2 separate regions of the Macaca mulatta genome follow, and region 1 is linked to region 2. Evidence: chromatin contacts called from public Hi-C data. All regions are on one chromosome and are shown on one strand. The core of a region is the stretch at or near the end of the contact, and the rest is flanking DNA. Distances in the headings are between cores, read along the strand shown.

Region 1 (6,604 bases), core at 1,419-3,918, 130 kb before region 2:
ACAGGTTGGTTGTTTTAACAGCTGTACAATGCTTAAGCTCTAAGGATTCCAAATCTCAAATAATAAAAAGAATAACACTTTGCGTGAATGTTTTTATGACTATATCTCAGACATACTTTCTCACAGGAATTCTTGGTTAAAGATTATTATATTTCAATCAGGAGCCACAGAGTAAAAAATTACAATGGCTGGCTAAAGTTCCTATACAATCTGAAGCTAAATATGAAGCAAAGTAAATGTTCCACATTTGAATCTACTGTGTGACTTCAGGGATAGAAAAAAAAAAAGTCCTTTATGGTGATTAGTATTTAAATCAGGCAAGTGCAATCACTGAATGCTAAAAGATAAATTATATGACAGCATATCAAGCCGACTCTACTATGGTCTCATGTCACACAAAGGTTATGAGAGGTATATTGTTTCTTCTGAGCCTTGTTTTTTAACGCACAGTAAGCAATGCCAATTACGAAAAGCAGGCATCTCTTGGGTTAACCAACACCCTCAATTTCTACCTCTGTTCACCTGCTGACCCCTCCCCTTGCTCCCACAACACAGCATCTACTGTAAGAGTGGTGCTGAGGGCTGTTTCTAGTACCTATGGCTCTCACGGCATATCTGTATTTTCACCCAGCACTGCTCCTTAGCAACATTCAAATGGGCCAACTCTAAGTAAGATCTGACTTAGGAATGGGATAAGGTAGTGTCCCAAAAGGAGTTTTGCTCACAGACCCTCAAAGAATTCTGAAAATCTGTGCACATATTTTTAAATAACATCTCAACATCCTTAACATAGTTAAGTGTAAACACTTGAAAAAGGGACATCTTTCTGGCGCTCTATGGCTGGTATGCTTGCTTCATATACATATGCATCAGAACCTCAGGGTTGCAGATTTAGCTCATTCAATGTATGGAAAATGTCTGCGACACAACATAATTGGCAAAACCAATCCTCATTGACAGCCAATCAACCCAATAAGACTTTCTGTCAAGACAACTCCAACACTGTTGTTCAATCAAATAGAAAGATAGTCCTGGTGACAGCCATCTATCTTCTGGAAGCTAAAAGGAACAGACAGAAAAATACACCCCAGAGCCTTGTCACGTGCTCCTCACTTGGATGAATGGGGAGAATGAAAGAATTGGCAGGCATCACCCATGTTCAGAGGGAAATTAGTTTCAAGCAGACTTGGAAGACGAGGATCTGAAAATTAAAACCCTTGAAACATTCTATGCCCTGTGAAGTCTTGTGGGCCTAAGGGTATGTGCACAGTTTGGAGACTCCTGGGCAAAAGAATTGAAATTCCACTCTGAAAGCATCTAATATAATGCAAATATAAGGTGTTATTTTTAAACCAAAAGCCTCTCTGCATTTCTTTGAGGCATCCTAAGGCTTTGGAAATTTTTAAAACAGGTATCATGTTCTCTTCATCAGAATGGAGGGTCAACAAGAGATTATAATCTTGCTGGTGTGGCCAACCTAGTGTATAGTCTTGGATAAACAGTTCAGGGAGTCCCAGGAATTGGTTCTACAATTTCTCTGAGTGCTTTCGAACTTCACTGCTTTTGTTTTAAGCCTCTTCCTAATAATCTTTTAGCGTGTGTCTTAATCACCTTTACCCTGAAATTCCTAGGTCCATCCATGAGTTCATTATTGGGCCTTATGCCTATGTTCTGTTCTCCAGGGGGGTTGAAGAGGGCCTTTTACTGCCAGAAATAGAAAAACTTTCAAAATGATATACTAATAATAACCGGCACCTGTCAAGATTATCATATTGTGCCAACAGAGGAGCTGCTTATGCAAACTACTGTAAACTTGTACATCGGAAGACAGAGAAGTGTGTACCGTCACCTTGGAAATGCACTTTGAAAATCTCTGTCTCCTAACATTTACGGGGTAAAGGTTGAAAGTAAATTATTGACAAAGGGTGGGGGAAAAAACAGATGCAAAGAAGACAACTTTATTAGGTGCTTTCTCTCCCTTATGAGAAGGGTTTGATTCTTTCAGGTGAAGTTCCAAATCACTAGACAATACCCAGTTTCCTTCAGTTGCACCAAGTTCATCCCACGGTGGGTGCTTTGAAAAGCACCTTGAGGGCGAATGGGTCTCAGGCCACTCATGATCAGGTCCGATGCTTTTGTTAGTTGAAGATTCTTCCCGTGTCACCTCTTAGAAGCAGTTCGGTGTCCCCCTCCAAAGAGCCCACCACCTGGCTGCGCCCCACCTCCATTTGTCCCCCAGCTGCCAGGTAAGGGTAACCCAGCCAGGTAAGGGTGAGTGGTTCAGAAGATGCCGCTGCGGGGGCAGCCAGGCCTTCACACGCAATCACTGGGGAAGAGGCGAGGACACGGGTGGATGCTGGAGGCGCGCACGTGCGCAGGTGCTCGCGCATCCACACACACACACACACACACACACACACACACACACACACACACACACACACAGAGGCACGGGGTGCGGGGCGACTAGGGGGAGGGGACGGCCTTACCAGATCAATAAACGTCAGGAATTTCCAGCTCCCTCCGTAGGTCTGGTGCGAGGGCATTTCGATGGCCTTGTAGTTACACAGGATAGAGCAGTAGGACAGCAGGATTGCCACCCGCAGCACCTGGCAGGGGACAAGCGCCATGTTCGCCAGAGGCCTGGGCTGGCTGGGCGGCGAGGAGGGCGGGAGGGAGGGAGGGAGACGCCCGGCGCGTGGGGGCGGGCGCCGTGGGAACACTGGCGCGGGGCGGGAGCTGGCGAGGGGCGGGGGCGGGGCGGGGCGGGGCGGGGGCGGCGAGGGGGCTGGGCGCGCGACCCCGGGGACTGGCGCGGCCGCGAGCGCCCGGGTGACCTGTACTGGCTGGGCGCGGATTGCGGACGCTCTCTACTGCCGGCCACGGCCTGGCAGGCGGCATGTCGTCATCTCTTTCGTCACCTTCGTCATTCTGCTCTTGCGATCGCAGGGTCCCGGGACACGCGGCCGGGGCACCCCCTAGGAGTCCTAGGAGTGGGTGCGACCTCTGAGTGCGACGGAGGCTCGGGAAGTGCGCGCTGATCTCCAGGGGGAAGCGGGGCCTGTGGCTAGTGGGCGCCGGGCCGGGTGAGGGGGCGGGGAACCTAGATTGAAGGAGGGGACCCCAGTGTCCACAAATGTCCCCCCACCTCCCGGAATCGCGGTGATGCTTCTTGGGGTAGTTGCAGTTGGTTGAGAGCGGGTGACCAGTGCGGAGAGATCCAGTGGGGGTGTGAACGTGGGGTGTAAACCCGAGCACATTCAGCCACGAGTGACTTTCGGTATTTTAGAGCAATAAAGTTTTCAGTGTTGACTGACGACTGTCAATCACTAGGAAACTCTAAATTCTGCTTTCAATGGGTAGGCTACGCAGCACTTTTCCACCAGAGATTGATTAATGTCATATTAGTATGTAACATCAGCTAGAATATGAACTTTGGACAAGTGGTTTGTAAATAAAAAGCTATAAAGAAAGGATTATCAAATAACTTTCTGCCACAGGATTGCATTCAGCTTTAAAAAAAAAATCCAAGTGTGGATGTAAAACCCCTGCGTGTAATTTAATACTAATCTTTTGGGTGTTAAACTGGTTTTGCCCTTTTACTTATTTTTTTCTTACACTGCACTACCAGGGCTTAATGGAAGGAAAATAAATATAAACTGGAATCCCTCCTGCCTTCCAGTAAATGTTGTCACACTGAAGTTGCATCAGTCTGTGGGCAACATTTTCATTTCAGCCAACCAGATGCAGGGTCGGATTATGAAAAGGCAACATAGGTATTTCCTGTGGATCCATTTAAAACAGGTGTCCTCTCCAAATAGTCTCTGAGTCAGAGGATGTGGAGGGAGGGCTGGTGGGGAGAAGCATAGTGGTAGAGGTAAAGAGAAAGTAGCAAGCCATGGATGTTTTCCTGAATGTTTCCAATCAAGGTCTAAACTAGATTTTTAAAATTGGCATTATAATTATGCTAATAGAATTGGTGTCAGAATAAGATTCTACTAGCATTAAAACGATGTATTATTGATGATTTTTGGTCATATCTTAATGTAAAAGTTGGGTTTACTTTTTTAAATTGTGCATCCTTGGTACCTGGTTATGAAACTGCCAAAAATAAAAATAAATAAAAAAAGAGTAGATCTATTGAAGATCTATCTACCTTAACAGTGTGTCCAGAGTTGGTTCCTGCCGGTGGGTTCGTGGTCTCACTGACTTCAAGAATGAAGCCACAGGCCTTCGTGGTGAGTGTTACAGCTCTGAAAGATGGCAAGGACCCAAAGAGTGAATGGTAGCAAGGTTTATTTTGAAGAGCAAAAGGACAAAGCTTCCACAGCATGGAAGGGGACCTGAGCGGGTTGCCCTTGCTGGCTGGGGTGGCCAGCTTTTATTCCTTTATGTCCCCTTCCGTGTTCCATTTCTGCCTTGTCAGAGTGCCCTTTTTTCAGTCCTCCCGCAATTGGCTACTTTTAAAATCCTGCTGATTGGTGCGTTTTACAGAGCGCTGATTAGTGTGTTTTACAGAGCACTGATTGGTGCATTTTACAGAGCACTGATTGGTGCATTTTACAATCCTCTTGTAAGACAGGCGAGTTCCCCAAGTCCCCACTAGACTCAGGAAGTTCAGTGGCCTCACCTCTCAATAAAGCCTTAATAAAGTTTTATGAGTTATTGTGATATTTGCAAGGTTTGATATACCCTTCCTGCTTTACATGTTAGAAAATTATTAAGACTCCTCAACTCCATTGTTACAAAAGGAAATAATATTTTCATAAAGTCATTTTTAATGGTCAGGTTTGTGTGTGTGTGTGTGTGTGTGTGAGAGTCTAGCTCTGTCACCCAGGCTGGAGTGCAGTGGCGTGATCTCAGCTCACTGCAACCTCCACCTCCTGGGTTCAATTATTCTCCTGCCTCAGCCTCCCAAGTGGCTGAGACCACAGGTGCATGCCACCATACCTGGCTAATTTTTTTGTAGTTTTAGTAGAGATGGGGTTTCACCATGTTGGCCAGGCTGGTCTCGAACTCCTGACTTCAAATGATCCACCTGCCTCGGCCTCCCAAAGTGCTGGGATTACAGGTGTGGGTCACCCCGCCCGGCCAGTTTCTTTTTAAATAAATAACGATAACGCTTAATTGAGTATTTAGAGCCTATTCTGCTGGGTTTGCTTTTGTTGTTTCATGATTTGCCAACCATAATGAGATGGTTTGTGCTTTAAAAAATGAAGCGTTTGTATAAAACTTGACTGAAATACTATTTTATGAGAATGTCAGTTCACAATTTTTGGAACCTCTTGATAACTATCAACATGTCCAGATTTGCTTTCTCTGCTTTTCAGACCATATCTAACAATCTTAGTCATGTTTTACAGATCTTTTGTGGAAAATATTAATCTACACACAGATTGTGTTTTTACAGCATAAACAATACAATGGGTATTATTGCTTTTAAAACTTCATTAGGTAAGTTATTACTTTTTATGAATTATAATACATTATTCACTTCTGATTATTCTTATGATGATTCCATATTTGATTTAGATAATACTGTTTTCTATGTATAGAAGAAATATTTGCATGTCTTTTTTATCTTTTTCATTCTACTACACAGTGAGACTGTAGGAGAAAAGCCTTATCCAGTTGAATTTCATGAACAGCAGTAAACATAAGAAACACCAAGGGAAGATTTCAAGAACACGTTTTAGCTTCAAGCTATATTAATATTCTTTGTTGTAATATTTCTTAGACTATATATGAGGCTGAAGATACCCTTTCTTAAGTACTTCTAATAATTGAGATAGACTGTTCATTCCTTTTTTTTCTTTTGGAGGGGGAGTGTATTAGTCCATTTTCATACTGCTATGAAGAAATACCTACAACTGGGTAATTCATAGAGACAAAGAGTCTTAATGGACTCACAGTTCCACATGGCTGGGGAGGCTTCACCCTCATGGCAGAACGTAAAGGAAGAGCAAAGTCACATCTTACATGGTGGCAGGCAAAAGAGTGTGTTTAGGGGAACTGCCCTTTATAAAACCATCAGATCTCGTGAGACTTATTCACTGTCACAAGAACAGCACAAGAAAACCTGCCCCTAGGATTCAATTACTTCCCAGTAGGTCCCTCCCACAATGCGTGGGGATTATGGGAGCTACAATTCAAGATGAAATTTGGGTGGAGACACAGCAAACTATATCAGGGAAGATGTCTGTCTGACATACTGATGATAATACCTGTTAATTTGGGAAATGACTGGGACTCTTATGTTACCCAAGTAGCAGTTCCAGCTACTTGGGACTGAAGCAGGAGTCCCAAAGTCGGAGGATTGCTTCAGGCCAGAAGGTGGAAGCTGCAGTGAGTTGGTTTTGCACCACTGCACTCCAGACTGGGTGACAAAGTGAGACTCTATCAAAAGAAGAAGAGAGAGAGAGAAGAAGAGGAAGAAGAAGCAGAAGGAGGAGGAGAAAGAGGAGGAGGAGGGGAGAAAAGAAACAGAAAAGAAAGAGAAAAAAGAAAAGAAGACAGAAGCACATGGGAGAAACACCAAAGACTGCCAGCTGTCACTAGGAGCGAGGAGACAGGCGTGGAACAGATTCTCCCGCCCAGCCCCCAC
Region 2 (6,336 bases), core at 1,562-4,061:
CAACTGGACATTGACTAAATATGGATAGCATGTTTGGGATACAGACAGAAAATATGGGTTATAAAGGAGATTCACTTGGAGAAGAAAAGCCATGCAGCCTTTTGGAGAGAAATCCCCAATCAGAAGGCCGTTGGGACTGACCACAGGAATAAGCAACCACAATAGACAATGCTTTCTATAAGTCCTCTGTAGGTCAGGCTCTGGAGTGGATGGTGCTGATTTGCTCCAAATCTTTAGTGGCCCTCTCTCCACTCGGGAGGTTGAGGCGGGAGGATTGCTTGAGACTGAAAGGGAGAGGCTGCAGTGAGCCAAGATCATGCAACTGCACTCCAGCCTGGGTGATGGAGCAAGACCCTGTCACCAGAAAAAAAAAAAAAAAAGAAAAAAAAAGGATTCTTCCCAGCAGAGAGGATGTCACCTAGTTACGCATATTCATAATAGTTTTACTTTACTTCAACTCAATGCAGGTTATCTTCTTTCCATCGTCATGACTCTGAAACAAAGTAATTATTTAAAATTTGTCAAATTTTGACTAAAACTCTGTTCAGGGATCCTCTTTGAAGGTGGGATCAAATCATCAAAATAGATGTATATCTGCCTGGTTTTCCTTAAAAAATATTTTAACTAACGACTGGAGTATCTTAATATTCCCATTATTCTCTTTAGTCTTTTAAAGAGGTATTCAACTAACATTCATTCTAGTGAAGTAAAACACTGCCTGCTACTTGCCTTTGCTTAGTTTCTGGGAGCTTGGGCAGCTGCTGTTGTGTTTGTTGAAGGGAAACTGGATTCTTAAAGAAACTGCTTAATCTTCTCTATTAAGCAATTAAATAAAACGCTCTCTGGGAGTATGTAGCAGGTGGGTTTGAAAGTGAAAAAAATTTCAAAAATTACATTTTGTGCGTTAAATGGATGTTTAAAATGCAACGGCATACATTTAAAAGAAAATGATGATTGGGACAGTTTTTTAAATTAAAGCCTTCAAGTTGAAAAAGACTGGATATTGAAGAACCTATACAATGAAAGAAGAAGTTGCTTAAGTGGAAGTAGGCACTGAATTTAAATGAGATCAACCTAAGAGGAGGACGAAGTGAAACTTACGCCAAATTGTTCAGATTTTTCTCCTCTGAGAAAAAAAAATCGGTTAAAAAAATGTATCACCGCTTTATTTGGCAGAGTTGCCCTTCACGGCACTGTTGCCATAGCATAGGGACCTCAGAAATACACTGATTGTAGGCCAGAATGAACAACAAAACAAACCCGGAACCAGCGGCGCTATTCTCGCAGGCATTAAGGGGCTGCCCTTCCTTTGTAATGCATTCATTTTTAATGAAAAGGGAAGGGGATATTTTATATGTCCTGACATTTGGTCCCTTTCCGCGAAATTTGAAACTCGAGACACAAAACATTCCGCAGTTGTTGGTGAAGTACCTGCTTTAAAAGCAGAACCACAGTTATTGTCTTTGGCCCGGAATTCCTGAGACTCATTTCCACCCCTCCCACGGAGTCACCTGCTCAGGGGGAACCCCGGCCAGAAAGCCGGGTCGCACCAGGTCAAATCTTGCGCGTCTCTTGTTTACTCCGCCCCGGGCAGGGCGGCGGCGCGGCCGGGGGGTGGGGAGGACGGATGGGAACTGCGGCGCCCTGGGCGCTCGGCTTGGCTCCGCAGGGCGCGGGGACTGGGGCGCCCGGGAGGGGCTGCGCGCTGTCCCCGCTCGGCCGGGAGACCACCCGGAGGAGGCACTCCGGGCACCGGCCCGGCCCAGCAGTCACTGGTCGCGCTCGGGCACCGTGGCCGCCTGGGAACCTCCCCTGAGGGTGCACACCAGTCCACATAGGCAGGGTAACGGCCCGAGGGAGCCCCGGTGTCCCCCGGGTGTCGCCCGGCCTGGGAGGAAGCCCAGAGCTTCGGCACCCACTCGCCTGGGATTCTCCGCCCCCCGGCCCCGCTCTCCCAGGGCTGGGTGTGATTTCAACTCCGGTCCCTTCCGTGGAGAGGGAAGTGCACAGGCTGAAGGTGGCAGCTCGCCCCGAGGTTCCAGCGCGGCCCACCAGGAAACCGGCAGCTGCTCCTCGCGCCGCTGCCCACACCTATTTGAATTCCCCGGCGAGGGCGGGCCGCGGTCCCAGAGCTGGGGGCCCCGGGGGCACCCTGGTGAGTGACCCCAGAGAAGGCAATTCGGGCGTTTAGAGCACGTGAAAAGTTCGCGCGCCCGCAGGGGCAGGGAAAGTGCTAGTAAAACACTGCGAAGCTCCAGAAACGCAGCCAGGAGCCAGTCTGATTTTGCTTTTCTTTATCGGTAATTGTGAGTAGAGGCAGGGGCGAGGAGAGGCCAGGGTTCCGGAGTACTGGGACTAAATCTAAGGACACTACTAATTATACAATTCCGTTCGTCAGGAAGGCAGACGACGATTCTCTGGGAAATGGGGAAGGGGTGGGGACGGAGGAGGTTTCCACATCCTTAGAGAAAATTCTCAGGCTCCTAGAGATGCCCAAGTTTTTTTGCATGACAAGCAGACACCGACTCTCCGGGGAGTTCCCCGCTCCGACCGAGCGAGTGCGCGGCCGCGATCTCCCTGCCCGGAGCGGCAGCCGTGGGGCCGGGCCCTGCCCTCCCGACCGCCTCCCTCCCCCGTCCCCCGCGCGCCGCACATCCCTCTCTCGCTCGCTGGCTCCAGACTGGTTTTTCTGGTTCAGCCTCCCTCCCTGGGACGCGCTGGGGGATCCGATGACGTCGCTGGCTGAGTCTCTCCCTCTTCCTCCCTCCCTCCCTCCCTCCGCCTCTCCCCCCAGTCCGCCCTCGCCGCGCACTCCTCCTAGTAACTTCTGTTCGGGGAGGCGCTGCCAGGAATAACCCGGTGCGTCCACAGCCCGGGAGGGGAGGCGGCCGCTGCGGCTCCCGCACGCAGACAGCTGCGGCCCGGGCCTCGCGGCTCCCGCCTGAGTCCGGCGGCTCCTACCCCGGGCCCATCTCCGTACAGTGTCAGAAAAATAAATAAAGGCAAGAGGAGCCTGGGCTGGCGGTCGGGATCTCTTCCCTCCCTCCGCGCCCGCCCTCCCTCTGTCCTTAAGGAAATGCTACCAGACACCCCCCACCAGACACGCTCAGCCTTGGCGAGGAGCGGCCGCCGCGGCAGCAAGAACAAGGGCACCAGGGGGGTTTCCTCCCCCTCCTCCTCTCCCTCCTCCTCCTCCCCGTCCTCCTTCTCCTCCTCCTCAGCGGTGACTTTCCAGGTGAGCGGCCGCCGCGGCTGCGAGGATCCCCCTCGCCCGCTCGGGCTTGGGCCGCCGCGTCGCGACCTCCTCCCGCCCCTGTCACCCGGCGGCGGCCGGGAGCTGACAGCCGCCCGAGGGGCTCGCGGCCCGGAGGCGGGCGGCCGGCGGGAGGCGGGCTGGAGGTGAGGGGGTGGAGAGGAGGAGAGCAGGGCGCCGCCGAGCGCCGTCGCTCCCCGGAGGAGGGTCTCCGCACAAACATCTTCGGTGACTGTGGCACAAGTCTTTGCCAAGTTGTGTCTTGGACCTTGACGCTCCCCGGAGCCCAGAGCAACTTGGAGGGTCTCCCGGCTTGTTCACAGCGTTCCTCCACGTCTCGCCTCTGGGGTGCTGGGTGCAGCCTCGGGGTGCGCGGTGGGCGGACCGGCCACCGCGAGAGCGGAGCGGCGGGAATCTAGGTCCCTCCTCGGCTCGGTAAGTGGCCTGGGCGCTGGGTTTTTCCTGCCTCCTTCGGCGCTGGTAGCTTGTTTCACTTTATATTGGAATCGCCGCCGCCTAACTCCGTTCCCCGCTCCCCGGCGCGTGCCCCTAGCCCCTTCCCGGTGGCCGAAGGGTGAGGGTCGGAGGGGGCGGGGATGGGGGGAGACCGTGGGAGGGGTGTCGGGCGCGTGGGGAAATGCGGGGAATACCCTGGCCGCGGATCTATGCAGATGAGGAGAGGCTGCTTTGCGTAATGTCCTGGGGGGAGGGGGCCGCGCGGGAGCGCTGGAGGCAGGAATGTGCCTGCTTACTAATGAGCGACGTGCACCGGCGCGCACGGCCCGGCCACCGCTGCGGCTGCGGCGGCCGGCGGGGGCCCGTTGTCAGGTAGCGGGGGAGGGGGCCGCGGCGCGCGGCGCGGGCGGCCGGGCTGGCGGGCGGCGCGAGGCCCGGGCCGCCGGCCTGCGGCCGAGCGAGCGCAGCGAAGGCGCTGGCTCTGGGCATTTCAGTGACTCCCTTTACCTCCGAGGCAAGGAAGGAAAGAAGGAGAGAAGGAAGGAAACGAGGAAGGAGGGGACTGTCTCGATGGAAGGTTCAGGCGGAGGCGCCCTCGCCTTGCGGGTGCACCGGCCGCAGAGCGGCTCTGGCAGCTGCCGGCTGGACCCGCGCGCGTGGAGACGGGTGGGGGCGGTTTGCATGCGTGTTTGTCTGTGCGTCTGGCCGGGGATCGGGAAGGGACATGTGTGTTTGGGCTGTGCACTGTGGGGAGCTGGGTCTGCGCCTTTATGTCTGTTCCCTGAAGTGGGTGGAACGTTGGCCCGTTCCGGGAATGTTCCATGACGTGGTGCAGCCACAGGAAGGGGGTTAACGAGGGGCTCTCTGCCGCGGCAGCACTGCCGGCTGCTATCAAAGCAGATGTGCTGCTGCTCCTCCTCCTCTTTCACCTCCTTTCACCCCCACCCCCCGCCTTTCCATTCTGTGCCTCTGGTACTGGTAGGGGTGAGACAGGAAAACATTGCTCTGGGTGTGTGCGTGTGTGTGTGTGTGTGAGTGAGAGGTTGGGGGAGGGGGTGCTGATGTGCATGTGTGGGGTCTGTCATATTTGTTGGTGGGGTGGGGGGGGTAGACTCCAGATCCGTTCTGCTACCCCAGCTGTTATCACAGATCGGTGCGCCTTATACGCATGTGCCTCCCGCGTTTGGTCCTTCTTACATAACACATCCAGTGCAGCAGAGGACATGAGAAAATGCGACCCCAACCCTCCAAACCCAAATTGGGTGAGGGGATAGAAGGTCAGGAAGCGTCCCTGGGTGTTGTCCTTCAGGGACTTGGTTCCTAGTTGGGGAAAGGAAGAAGGGAAGGAGGGTTTCTTCAAGTGGCTCCTGTCATCTCTGACTTAAAAGCATCTAACTAAAAAGGACTGCAGGCACTAGTCCTCCCTAACGGGAGAGCTTGTAACCTGCTACACCAAGGGAACGGGGGCAATTTAACCTCGGGAGTGCGGAGAAGAGAGAGGGTCCTTAATCAAGACACTTGGAGGAGAGGAGCAATAATGAGTTGGCGGCAGATGGGGGGCGCTGGGGATGACTTGGAGGAGACCAGAGGAATCTCTTGATAATAGGTTTCACTGGAGGCCTTAGGACACCTGTAATGGCTTAGCATTCACACAGGAAGCTGTGTGTGCAACTGACATTGCAAAACCCTTATTCTCTGCAGAGTTATTTAGGCCTAAAATGAATATAGAAAGGCTTATTTCCTGTACTTTCATTATAATGGAAAATTTGAACTGATTTTTCTCCTTCATTTTCTGCCGTTTAAAAAATAACTCAGTTTACCTCCAAATGAATATTGGTACTCGCCCCCAACCCTAAAGCTAGACCTCAGTAATTCACGAGAGAACTGTTTTTCTAGCATACCCAGAGCCCTAGTCAAGGGCTATTGATTTTTCTCTTCAGTACAGTTGTTTCTTTTGTAGTGCATAATCAAGCCCAGAAATTACTTGAAATATTAATAAGATCCATTTTAATTAAATTTGCAATGAGCTGTCCTCCTAGAAAAAGGCCATTTAACTTTATCAGAAACGTTTCCTCCAGTGATATAGTAATGTTTGGTGATATTTGTCCTTGAGCAAACCAAGTTATTTTAAATATTTGCACATATAGATCACATATGTTTGCTACATATGTAGCAAATGCCTCATTGCTTTTTCACCTTATAAGAGTGCCAAAAGCAGAATTTTAACAAAGTAGATTGTGGAATGAGTAGATTGGGTTTGATTTTTAGGATATAGGCCAAATGGCTTATCAGAACAGAAATGCCCTTTCTGTGAGTAAAGTGGGTATCATTTTCATTATTAAGAGAAAATTCCCTGTGGAACCCTAAGGAGTCATGGTACCAAATGACAACTGTACATTTGCATTGTGAACTGAAAAGGAGTTATCAGTATTTACTTAATGATAGTGTTTGTTTCAAGTGTCATAATCCCTTTTGACCACTGGGTTTGAAACATGCAGTATATTTCTTATATACAGAAACGTATTACATTATAATGATGAATCTTTTGAACATTGTCTGAGACAATTTCTTGCGTTGAGCATAGGTCAGGTATAAAACAAAATTTGCTCATTGGCATCTGTATTTTG

What was found. A called contact is a pair of places that touch in the nucleus more often than the background predicts.
Region 1: a Hi-C map of fetal cortical plate shows a contact between it and region 2, with 3 times the contacts expected there. The contact joins the promoter of AIG1 here to the promoter of HIVEP2 in region 2. A contact is called at or near these places in 2 of 14 Hi-C or Micro-C datasets (fetal cortex germinal zone and fetal cortical plate).

The regions. Positions count from the first base shown.
Region 1 is chr4:48,315,882-48,322,485 of T2T-MMU8v2.0, reverse strand. AIG1 (androgen induced 1) reads right to left here and starts at 2,668. Exons shown (of 6, transcript NM_001260565.1): 1 at 2,490-2,668. The coding sequence starts at 2,630.
Region 2 is chr4:48,188,491-48,194,826 of T2T-MMU8v2.0, reverse strand. HIVEP2 (HIVEP zinc finger 2) reads left to right here and starts at 2,811. Exons shown (of 11, transcript XM_077999484.1): 1 at 2,811-3,235.